2 separate regions of the Mus musculus genome follow, and region 1 is linked to region 2. The links are chromatin contacts, called in public Hi-C maps. All regions are on one chromosome and are shown on one strand. The core of a region is the stretch at or near the end of the contact, and the rest is flanking DNA. Distances in the headings are between cores, read along the strand shown.

Evidence for each region. A called contact is a pair of places that touch in the nucleus more often than the background predicts.
Region 1: a contact with region 2 is called in a Hi-C map of the N1E-115 cell line, with 5 times the contacts expected there. The contact joins two enhancer-like sites. A contact is called at or near these places in 1 of 15 datasets of contacts at CTCF or cohesin (CD8 T cells), 7 of 484 Hi-C or Micro-C datasets (the G1E-ER4 cell line, the N1E-115 cell line, cerebral cortex and 2 more) and 1 of 115 datasets of contacts at active chromatin or transcription factors (stem cell-derived epiblast-like cells).

The regions. Positions count from the first base shown.
Region 1 is chr2:22,025,408-22,030,821 of GRCm38.p6, reverse strand. No RefSeq gene overlaps it. Among named protein-coding and RNA genes, the nearest start is that of Gm39767, 64 kb to the right of the region's middle. Within about 2 kb of position 1,576, at least 34 of the 459 cell types and tissues checked have an H3K27ac peak or open chromatin away from gene starts, as enhancers often do. A contact at or near this core is called in the N1E-115 cell line, where this site is marked.
Region 2 is chr2:21,956,585-21,961,569 of GRCm38.p6, reverse strand. Gm39767 (a long non-coding RNA gene) reads left to right here. Exons shown (of 6, transcript XR_866004.1): 2 at 2,450-2,667. Among named protein-coding and RNA genes, the nearest start is that of Gm39767, 5.1 kb to the left of the region's middle. Within about 2 kb of position 3,024, at least 68 of the 459 cell types and tissues checked have an H3K27ac peak or open chromatin away from gene starts, as enhancers often do. A contact at or near this core is called in the N1E-115 cell line, where this site is marked.

The DNA of each region.
Region 1 (5,414 bases), core at 327-2,826, 71 kb before region 2:
GAATTTTGCTGAAGAACATTTGAACTTAATCCTCTCCACTGTCTGACTGTCAGGTCTAAGTACCTCTTTACTTTCCTGCCCATTGAGATGAGGAGCTAAAGAGAGCCTGCCTGTTTTCCCTCAAACAAATATAATATGTTTGGTTATTTTCACAATGAGGTCCGTAATCCTTAAAATTGTTGTTAGTAATCATAATTATCCTACTTGAATTTCATGTTCATTATCCATGACATTGTCATAGTAGTCTTAAAATTTGATACCCTGTTCCCTATGATGGAACTCAGTTCTATGCCCATTTGCCTAATTAGAGCACTGCAATTGTCTAGCTTTGAGTCTCCTATTTGGCTTGAAGGAATAGGCCCTTCTTTTTCTTCCCTAGCCTTACTCCATGTGACTACTACACCTGAGTCATTTCTTGGGACTGCTTAAAAATGTACATAGATCAGAATCATCTTTGACCTATGTTTCTTCAAGATAAAATATTCTCAGAACTTATGCATCCATTATCCATGCTCTAAATGAGCACTTTTCTCTTGAAATTAAATGGCATAGATGATGCCAGAGAGCACTCCATGACTTCCAAGGTAAAATAGGAACTAGGTTTGAAGTCAATGGTAGAGTACTTTCTAGTGTGTAGGAAACCCTGGATTTGATTCCCAGTACCACAAACATAAAAGAGAGAGAAAAAATGTCAACACCTCAAGGAACTTTTGTCTTCTTTGTTGGAACACTTTTCACCTAGCATACTCATTCTCATGTGACAGTTGTCCTTATCATATGGTCGCCAAAGTCCTACCGATGTTAGGCTGGAGACAAGTCTGCTCTGGGAAAGCTGAGTTGACCAGATGGAACAGAGAGTCTGTTACCGGCCTCCAAATTTCCACAGCGTATAATTAGCAAGCTGCTAAAATAATAGAAGTCAATTGGACAAAAATATGGTATGTGTGGCAGTCATTTATTAACTACCTTATGTTTCCAAACACTGCTTTCACAGTAGATGCAAAGCCTTCATAGGCCGTTGCATCATGTGTCCTTGGGAGCAAGGATTGACAGTCTTCTTGAACAACATGGGTGGAAAAGTTCATGGATGCTGTTACTACGTCCAACAAGCAGGCATGGGCATGTCTGTTTCACATCTGCATGATAAAGTGATGCATTTGTCAGAAGAAGCTTTTAAGTAGGTTGCCATTATCAAAGACATCAGCAGCCTGTCTCCCTGGGAGACTGCGAAACCCCACATTTATCTAAATTATCTCTGTAATATGACAGGGTGATTGCTCAGTAATGGTCAGTAACAGTTTTCTTTGTCATTTTCCTCGTCATTACCTCCTCAGAATGAACTTCAGAATAAACTGCTTGCCGTCCGTGTGCAGAATATTAATTTCCTCTTAGCATTCATGAACGGACGGTTCTCTCCAGCCTCTGAATGTGGCTGAAACATTTCTGTTATTTTTATTTTGTGAAAACAAAAAGCAAGATACACCCTCTCTCAGGAAGCCTCCTGGACACAGCCCCTCTGCATTCAAACAGAATCCAAGCTTAGTGTGTCTCTGGCTGTGAATCTAACAAAGCATACCCGACATCCTCAGAAATGGCTGGTGGAGGCCCTGATGAGTGGGCCAGTGTTTTCTGCTTTATTAGGCTATAGCTGGTTGTTTTCATTGTTCACAGCACTCTCCACTGAAGATTCCTATTGCACAGCAAAGCCAAACAACCCCTTACTAAGCTTGTGAAAAATACTTCTGCAGCAGCATCAGAATTCAAAATCTGTTCTTTACCCAAAGAGGGATAATATGTGTTTTTCTTCTCAAGAAAGATACACAAGGCTTCAAAAAATTAAAATATCAAGCCAAAGGGAAAAGATAAGAAAGGAGAGATTTTTTTGTCGCCCAGAACAAAGCTGAGGAACCCCCAAAATGAAGATTTTAAAATGTAAAAGATTTGCTTATAACTGGGGAAGTTACCATCATAGTTCAAAGTGCTCCCTGTACTGAACTATGCAAATATCAGAAACCCCAAGAGTTAAGACAGAGTCAGATTATTTATAGTAACCAGTATAGGCATGACAAGTATCCTGTGTTGTACAAAACTGCCCCCTTCTGTAGGAGGAAATGCAGTGAGTGCAGACATCAGGAAAACAGATCTGTGTATTCATAGGGAAAGAAGAAAGTTCTAAATTCTTCTTAACCCAGAGAAATCAACTACACACATATCTGGCTGTTCTGACCATTTATTTTTCTCAGTTAGCAATAATATAAGCAATCAGCTCCTGGAATATTCCACTCTACATGGAAGATATATGTGTGTGGCAGCTGTGCAAGCATAGGTACCTGAGTTCAAATCCTCAGCATGGGGGTAAAAATATGCTCTGACCAAATAACACCTGTAACCCCAGGACTGTTGGTTAAAGACAGGAAAATCACAAGGGCTTACTAGCTACCAGCTCAAAGAGAAACTGTCTCAAGAAAAGAAGGTTAAACATGGTAGAGAAGGATACTCTTTTAGTATTAGAGGGCTTCTGTCTCTGACCTCTAAGGCACATGCTACATATGTATACACACATGAGTTTGTGCTTGCACTACACATTCACACATTTATTGATTAGTTAATTAAGAAGAATATGCAGCCTTATTATAAACTTGGAAAATATATGGCCCTATAATTCTTTTGTTATCCATCCATGTCCCATCCAGTCCCTGTGACCAGACATAGCCCTATTTCTAGGGCACCTGTTTTACTTCCAAATGAGCTGAGCTGGCATCCTATATGGCCCATGTACTCATTATCTATTATGCAGAATATAAAACTCAACATCTTCCTTCTCATGCTTTTGACTAATTTTGTGCAAACTTTTCCTGGGCAGATAGATGCCCAGACAGGACATCAATTATAGACCATTAAAAACAATCAAACAAACAAACCCATTCTAGTCAAGCTTGCTGACCCTGTCACTTACAGGAGAATGAACAATTCCAGAGTGGTTATAGCACTAAAGAAAAAGGCTCTTACTTTCACTCAGCAAACATTAATTGCCTATAAATCCTCTGGGAGAATCAGAGCCTCACAAGTCAGTCCATACTCCATGAGGGAAAGTAAATGGGCCCAATCTGCCTGTCAGTAACTATATACAGAGCTAGCTAAGAGTCCAAAAGGGCAATTATATGTCATGCGAAGACAGCATTCCATACAAGCAGGACATTTCACCAATCAGATCTCTAGTGTCATCCTAAGATCTGTCTCCATTCCTACTTCCAAGCCAAACAAACACATTGTCCTTTTGTCATACATTCTTGGCATGCATTCCAGACCTGGGTGCCTGGTACCTGTACACATGGCAGGTTGTCTGTAGCCCTGGCCTAAATGTAGTCTCTTGACCTCTGAATTAATATCTCCTGTTCAACCTTCAATTCTAAGCTATTTTCTATGCTGCTTTCACTTTATTTTTAAAACAACTTAAAATTAAAACCACATTGTCTTGTAGCTTAAAATGCATAATGGTCCCCTAGATTCTCCAAATTGCTTCTTTGGACTTTTAACTTCAACAGTCTCTGAATTTTGCTTTGAAACCCCACACCTCCAGGTTATTTGCACACACTCTGCTGAATTTGGCTCAGGTTTTCTCTCTTCTGTACTCTTCTTGTTCAGTTATTGTGTTTCATGTAGCCCTTCCACCATGGTTTGTCATTGCTGGTTTATTATTTAAAGTTTGGATATGAAAGAGAAGTTTCAAGAATTATGACTCAAATCTGACTCAAAGTTTTCTTTAGATAGGAACACAAAATTGCCCAAACCAAGCAAAGCTGCTCCATCTGTCCATTTCCTCTTCTGTGCACTCCACAAAATGCAACTGGCACCACACTCAGCAGCAATACGGTTGGCTTTGAAGATAAAGCAATGAGAACCAACTATAACATGACTACCAGCCTTCAAGCCAGTAGCCCCACTTGGCTGTCACCACTATCCTTGCCAGCACAGGTCCCCATCCTTTCCACCATGATTCAATTTACCTCAAGTAGAAGTCACATGGGGCCATACACAAGTAGACAAAGTTTGTAAAGGAGGATGGGTAAGCAGCATCTTGCATTTTCTTTCTTCCATAAAGGGAGAGACTGTGTTTGCAATATCCCATGATATTCAATATTTGTCCAGCCTCCCCAACACAGAACAGCATTGTATTCAGTCAATATATGTAAACTAAAAGACAAAGGACCACTGGGAAGGTATTTTAGGACAAAGTTCCCCCAAATGCTGAATTTCCTGTGTTTAAAGCCATAAATCCCATAATGTACCTTTGTTAATTAGCCCTTTTTCTATCCAAGGAACCATTACCATGTCAGTAGACTTCCAGCTCCAAGCCAGTAAGGTGTCTGAGACACATTGTATCTACAAATGATGGCAAGGAACATTTCAAGGCTCTATGAGAGATAAAGAGCAGACACAGATCATTGCTTATACTTAAGAGACACTGAGCTGGGTTTAAATATGGCCAAATAGAGCATGAAGACTTAGCTTGTATGTAACAAATATCTGTAACTATAGCCACTTAAAGTTTTATCTAGTTGCATATACATATATTGGTACACACAACAGTGTGTGTGTGTGATGGTCAGAAGGCAACTTGTAGGAGTCAGTTCTTGCTTCCATTGTGTATATCCTGGGTATCAAACTTAGGTTGTCAGCCTTAGCAATGAGCATTTTTAACTCCTGAGCTGTCCTTCTGACCCTATAGCTACTTTGGATATTGTGTGGTTTAAATTAAAAAAGACCACAATAGGATGCTATGTCTAAATATTTGGTCCTCAGTTAGGGGAACTATTTGGGAAGGATTAGGAAATATAGCCTTTTTGGAAGAGTTGTGTCACTAGGTGTGGGTTTTGATGTTTCAAAAGATCATACCATACCCAATTGGTGTCTTTCTCCCTATGCCTGCTGTCTTGTGAGTCAGGATGTAAAACTCTCATTACTGCCTCAGCATCATGCCTGTTTGCTCCCCACCATGACAATCATGGACTAACCCTCTAAAACTGTAAGGTTTCCAATTAAATTCTTTCTTAGCCTGGTCTACATACATAGTGAGTTCTATGACAGGCAGCGCTATGTAGAGAGACCCTACCTCAAAAACAAAACAAAACAAAACAAACAAAAAACCAAAGCAAGCAAAACACCCAACCAAGCAACCAAGTAAACAAACAAAAACCACCACTCATATATAAATGAAGAAATGTTTTCTTTTATAATAGTTACCATAGTCATGGTATTTCTTCACAGTGATAGAGCTGCAACAAAGACAATTTTATATTAAGCATCTAAATATCTTTAAGATTTATTTTTATGTATATATATATATATATATATATATATTTTGCCTGGATGTATGTGTGTGTACTTCTTGTGTGTGGTGCTCAAAGAGGCCA
Region 2 (4,985 bases), core at 1,775-4,274:
TTTCTTTGATGGCTATGAAACTCTCATAAGAAAGTTACTGAAGTACAGACCTGGTCCTCCAAAGATGGCATTGCAGAAGGGATTGCCTGAAACTATCTGCCACCCTCCCCCTGCAGAGTCTGCAAGGATGTAAATGAAGACTCTCCTTGGTCTTGAGTTAATATGAAAGGCCACACCTGGTGTTTGTGAACTGTGGTTTCTGGGCTGACTCTGGCTGGGCTGGCAAAAGCAGTGTTCTGTTACAGAATAAATCTCCTCTGAGCAGTGGCAAAAGGTTTGTCCTAGAACAGCTGAGCCTACTTCGGCCTGGGATCTGATCTGCTCAGAAATATACTATGTTCCCCTTGCTCTCTCTACAGCTCCAGACTCTTGGCCAGGGAATAGAGCAGAGCATTGACATTACTGCATCATTTTCATAGAAAACAACTTTAGTTTTGGTTTTTATATTATTTGAGTCTTTTTTTTTCCCCTGAAATTCTAAATATGTAGTTATCTAGAAATGGGTGCTTGATCAATACTTATAGTCTTTGTTCAAGTTGCAATAACAAATAACCAAAGACTGGTCATCTTAAACAGCAAACATTCAACTTCTTACACTTCTGTGTTCTAGGTCAAGATGAAGGGGCATTTGGGCAGCACCTCCTGCACTTTCTGACTTGCAGAGTGGGGTCTTCCTGAGGTGTCTTCACATGAAGGCCAGACTACAACCTCCCACCCCCAATAAGGACCCAATAGCCCCAGCTGTGTGGGCTCTACTTTTAAGAACTTGACTACAAAGATGCCATCTCCCAACAATGTCAGCTAGGACTTAGGATTTATGCATATGAATTTTAGAGAAACAAACCCCCCTCTAAGCCCCTGATATAATGATCAGAGTTTGTAGGTTCAAATCTTTTAGGGATCTATTGTTTTTCAGCCACACTCCCATCAATAATCTTACCTGGGAGTTCTGCTATTAAGTTCACAAAGGTGCCTGGAAGGGAGAAGGTGTTACAGAATTCTAATTACAAGGTGATCACAGTTGTTTGCCTCCTTTCTTTTGTGTCTTTTTAATTTAGCAAGCTAATTTTATATTTTTGTGGTTTTCTCTCTACTCTAAACAATGTGAAATGCTGCCTTTCACTTAGCCTAAATACTGGCCAATAATTAATTAATTAATTAATTTTTTAAACTGAATCCACAAGAGACACCTTGTGTTTCTCTTCATATCACCACAGGAAGGTGTGCCTGTCAGGGCGAATAGTGCAGGTCATTGCTGAGTCTCCTTCTTCACCCGGGCAGCAGTCTGCAGAAGCTGCCCTGGAGTGACCATTGTGAAGCTGTTCTCTGCTGCATGTTTTCCCCACAGCTCCCCACTGAAACATGGGCAGCCTGAGAGCGCCCATGGTGAAAGTGTTTATAGCCTGGAAATTGACAAGTGCTGCTGTTAAACCTGTCCAGCATGAGGTATCAGCTTTCCCACTGACTTTTGAGAAATGCTGTTAAATGTAGATAGGGAAATGATGTTGGTTGGGCATAGTAAGGAAGCAAAATTACATAGGGTTGAATTCTCATACGCTAGTGCAAATGTTTACTAATCTGTCCAAAACCAAGTTCCAGCACCAAAGCTTAGGAAACTGGGTGCCAATGAAAAGTCAGGGCCCTCTGTGGCCCACTAAGAATCTCAGAGACTAAGCAGTACAGAACGTAGTGGTGAGACATGTCCAGACAAAGGAAGCCAGGAGAAATCTTAAAATAAGGTCAATAAACACCTATCTACTAAAGGTTTCCACTGAGCACTTAGAGTTTCCAGGGAAATGCAGGCTGCAGTGTATCTCTGCAACAGTCCTCCATTCTGGAATGATATTCTTGTCAGTGGAAATGATCCAACTCCTTTTGTGGATTTTACACCAACTATGTGACCACAACCCTTATACCCTGGAATGCACCTTTCTCATCCAGAAAATTAGACCTCTGTTCTCTGAGATTACCCTCTGAAGCATAATTTAGTTATTATTACACAATAATAATCTGTAGAAGGATAATGGTGTCAGAGCCTGAATGAAATCAGCACGTTTATAGTTATTTTCAGGTGTATGTTTTGTTTTCCCTATACTGTGGAACTCTTTAGTACACAGCCTCAATCTCTCTTTCATCTTTGTCTCCTCTGTGCTGGATACATGCTAGATATTCAGAGGATGTCTACTGGATTAGCAAATGAGTCGTAAACACTCTTATAATAAACCAGAGACTAGGTAAACAGAATTTAGAATTATAGAGAAACTCCCATCCCTCATTACACATTTCCATTGGAGTTTCAGGAGACACCAACTATTAAAACATACTCTATTTTTCAGATCCTGGAGAAAAGTAGAGACAAGGCTAAGGTTCTGAAGAACAATGTCCTTCCCAGGGCTGGTTCTGGTTCTTTCCCAGCTTTTGGAACATCAGGCTCCATTTTGTTTTACAGAGCAGTAGGACTCTGGTTTTGACTGTCAGATTCCTGCAGAGGCATGGCTTTGAGCTCAGTAGACCATCTTAGCCTCTATTTGCAGCCATCGCTGGAATCTTGGGAGACTGCAGCATCTGTACAGTGCACTGGGCATTTCAGGAAACTGCTTGACTAAGTAAAACACAGCTATCAACCTGTTGTTGAGAAAATCTGACTTACGGAACGTTTTCCTTCAGGTATGTTGAACCCTAAGGACTGAGGGAATGTTTGGTCACCAGAACAGATGTGCCCTTTCATATCATGAACAAATGCAGAGCTAATCTTGCTTTCCATTGTGGCTTGTGCATTGACTCCGATTTGCTATGTGAGTTTTCTTCTTAAAACTATCAAAAAACAAGTCATTTATTGTCAAAAGCTCCCACAAGGGGCACACAAGGGTGTTCTGCTTTTAAATAAATTTCTGTAGCAAAGCCCACTGTCATTTTTGAGACAGTGACGTACGTGGAGAATTATTCATTTCCTGTCTGTCAGCTCCTTCAGAGTTCAGATCGCTTGCTTGGTGACAGTAGTTTAGTTCAAGCCAACTCAATGCTGCACTCAAGTGGTCAATTCTATGTAGCACAGAAAGAAAACAAGACAAAGAGCCACTGCTGATCAGAAACAAGGGAGTTACCAAAATCCACTGCTCACCTTGAACCTTACATAGAACAGACTGTGAGATAAAATGAGCCCAATAGATGCCCTTGCAGAATCTGTATGATGTGTAAAGAATTCAGAGTAGGAGGCAATTAAAGTGCCAGGCTTTTGCTGTCAAGTCAGAAAAACAAACAAACAAACAAACAAACAAACAAAATAGCTTTCTTTTGCTAGGTATAGTAGCTTGGGCTGCCATCTGTGGTATCTTAGAATTTGTAGAACATCTACCCAGTCCCTCTGGCTTACAGAGTCTCCAGTGAGATGTCAAGTGTAACTCTTGGGCCATGGTCATTTTTCCCCTGGAGCTTTAATATTCTCTCTTTGTTCTATACAGTTAGTGCTTTGATTATTATGTGCTAACGTGGGTTTATTTTCTAGTCTGAGCTATTTGGTGTTCTGTATGTTTCTTGTACCTTGATAGGCATCTCCTTCTTTAGATCATGAGAATTTTATTCTATGATTTTTGTTAAAAAAATGTTTTCTGAGCCTTAGACTTGTGTTTCTTTTCCTTCCTATATGCCTATTATTCTTAGATTTGGCCTTTGCACAGTGTCCAATATTTCATGGATATTTTGTGCCAGGAGTTTTAGAGTTTAAACATTTTCTTTTACCAATATATTCTATTCTCCTGCTGTGTCTTGAATGCCTGAGACTCTCTCTTCCATCTTTTATATTCTTCTAGTGAGGTTTGCCTCTGAGCTTCCTGCTCAAATTCCTAAATTTATTCATTTCCAGATTTTCCTCAGTTGGGTTTCTTAATTGATTCTATTTCTGCTTTCAGGTCTTGAACTGTTCTTTTCATTTCCTTCCACTGCTGTGTTGCAGATGATTTTTTAAAGGGGTTTATTTGTTCCCTCTTTAAGTACCTCATTATATTCATAAAGGCTGTTTCAAGGTCTTTTTCTTGTTTTTAAGCTATGTTGGAATACTGAGGGTCTGCTGTGTTGGGGTTGCTGGGCTTCAAAGGAGACTTATCATCCTAGATGCTAATGAATGTGTTTTCATTCTGGATTGTAAGTATCTAGGATTTGGAAGATTGTAGTTCAAGGTGCTGATATTTGGTCTTCTCTTTGTTAGGTGGATTTTTTTCCTTTTGTTTTCTGTTGCCCTCTTATTCTTAGGAGAGTGTGGTGGCTGTGTGTTGCCTGATAGGAAATTCTTCTGTGGATACTGTGCTTCCCTGGTGAAATGTGTTTCTGGTATTGGGAGCTGACACTTAAATGGGGATGGTTTGGGGTGGGGGACTGAGCAGCTCCACAGGAGAGAGTAAAGGAGAACATTCCACCAGGATGTAGTTAGTGCCATAGAATAGGGACAGAGAGTCAGAACAAACACAGGTGAAGGTCTGCTACCTAAGAAGGAGGAGTATGGGAAATTGGACTTAGTGGGCCAGAGGGAAAGGTGAAGATCTGCTTCCCTGGTGCATGCGCTAATGTGCTATAGTTAATTTGTTAAAATCTCAGCATATAACTACTCATATAGGTTTATGAGATACAGTGCTCTGTCTCTGACTCTCTGTCTCTGTCTTTATCTCTCTCTCTATCTCTCTCTCTCTCTCTCTCACACACACACACACACACACACACACACACACACACACACACACACAAATCCAAGCAGAGTAAATGGAGCATCCATTTTCCCAGAGGAATAGTATGTTTATGACACATACACAGGCTACTGGGGAACATCACAGCATGACAGATCATTCTGTACATACTTCTAAACACCAGTATACAGTATATTATTTCCCTTCCATAAGTGTCTCTTCTGTGCTTGCTTCACTCAAGGACAAGTAGCTGAATTAAGCACACAGGATGAGTACAAAGGTTGAAAAGAGTGATTCCTAAGGCCAACC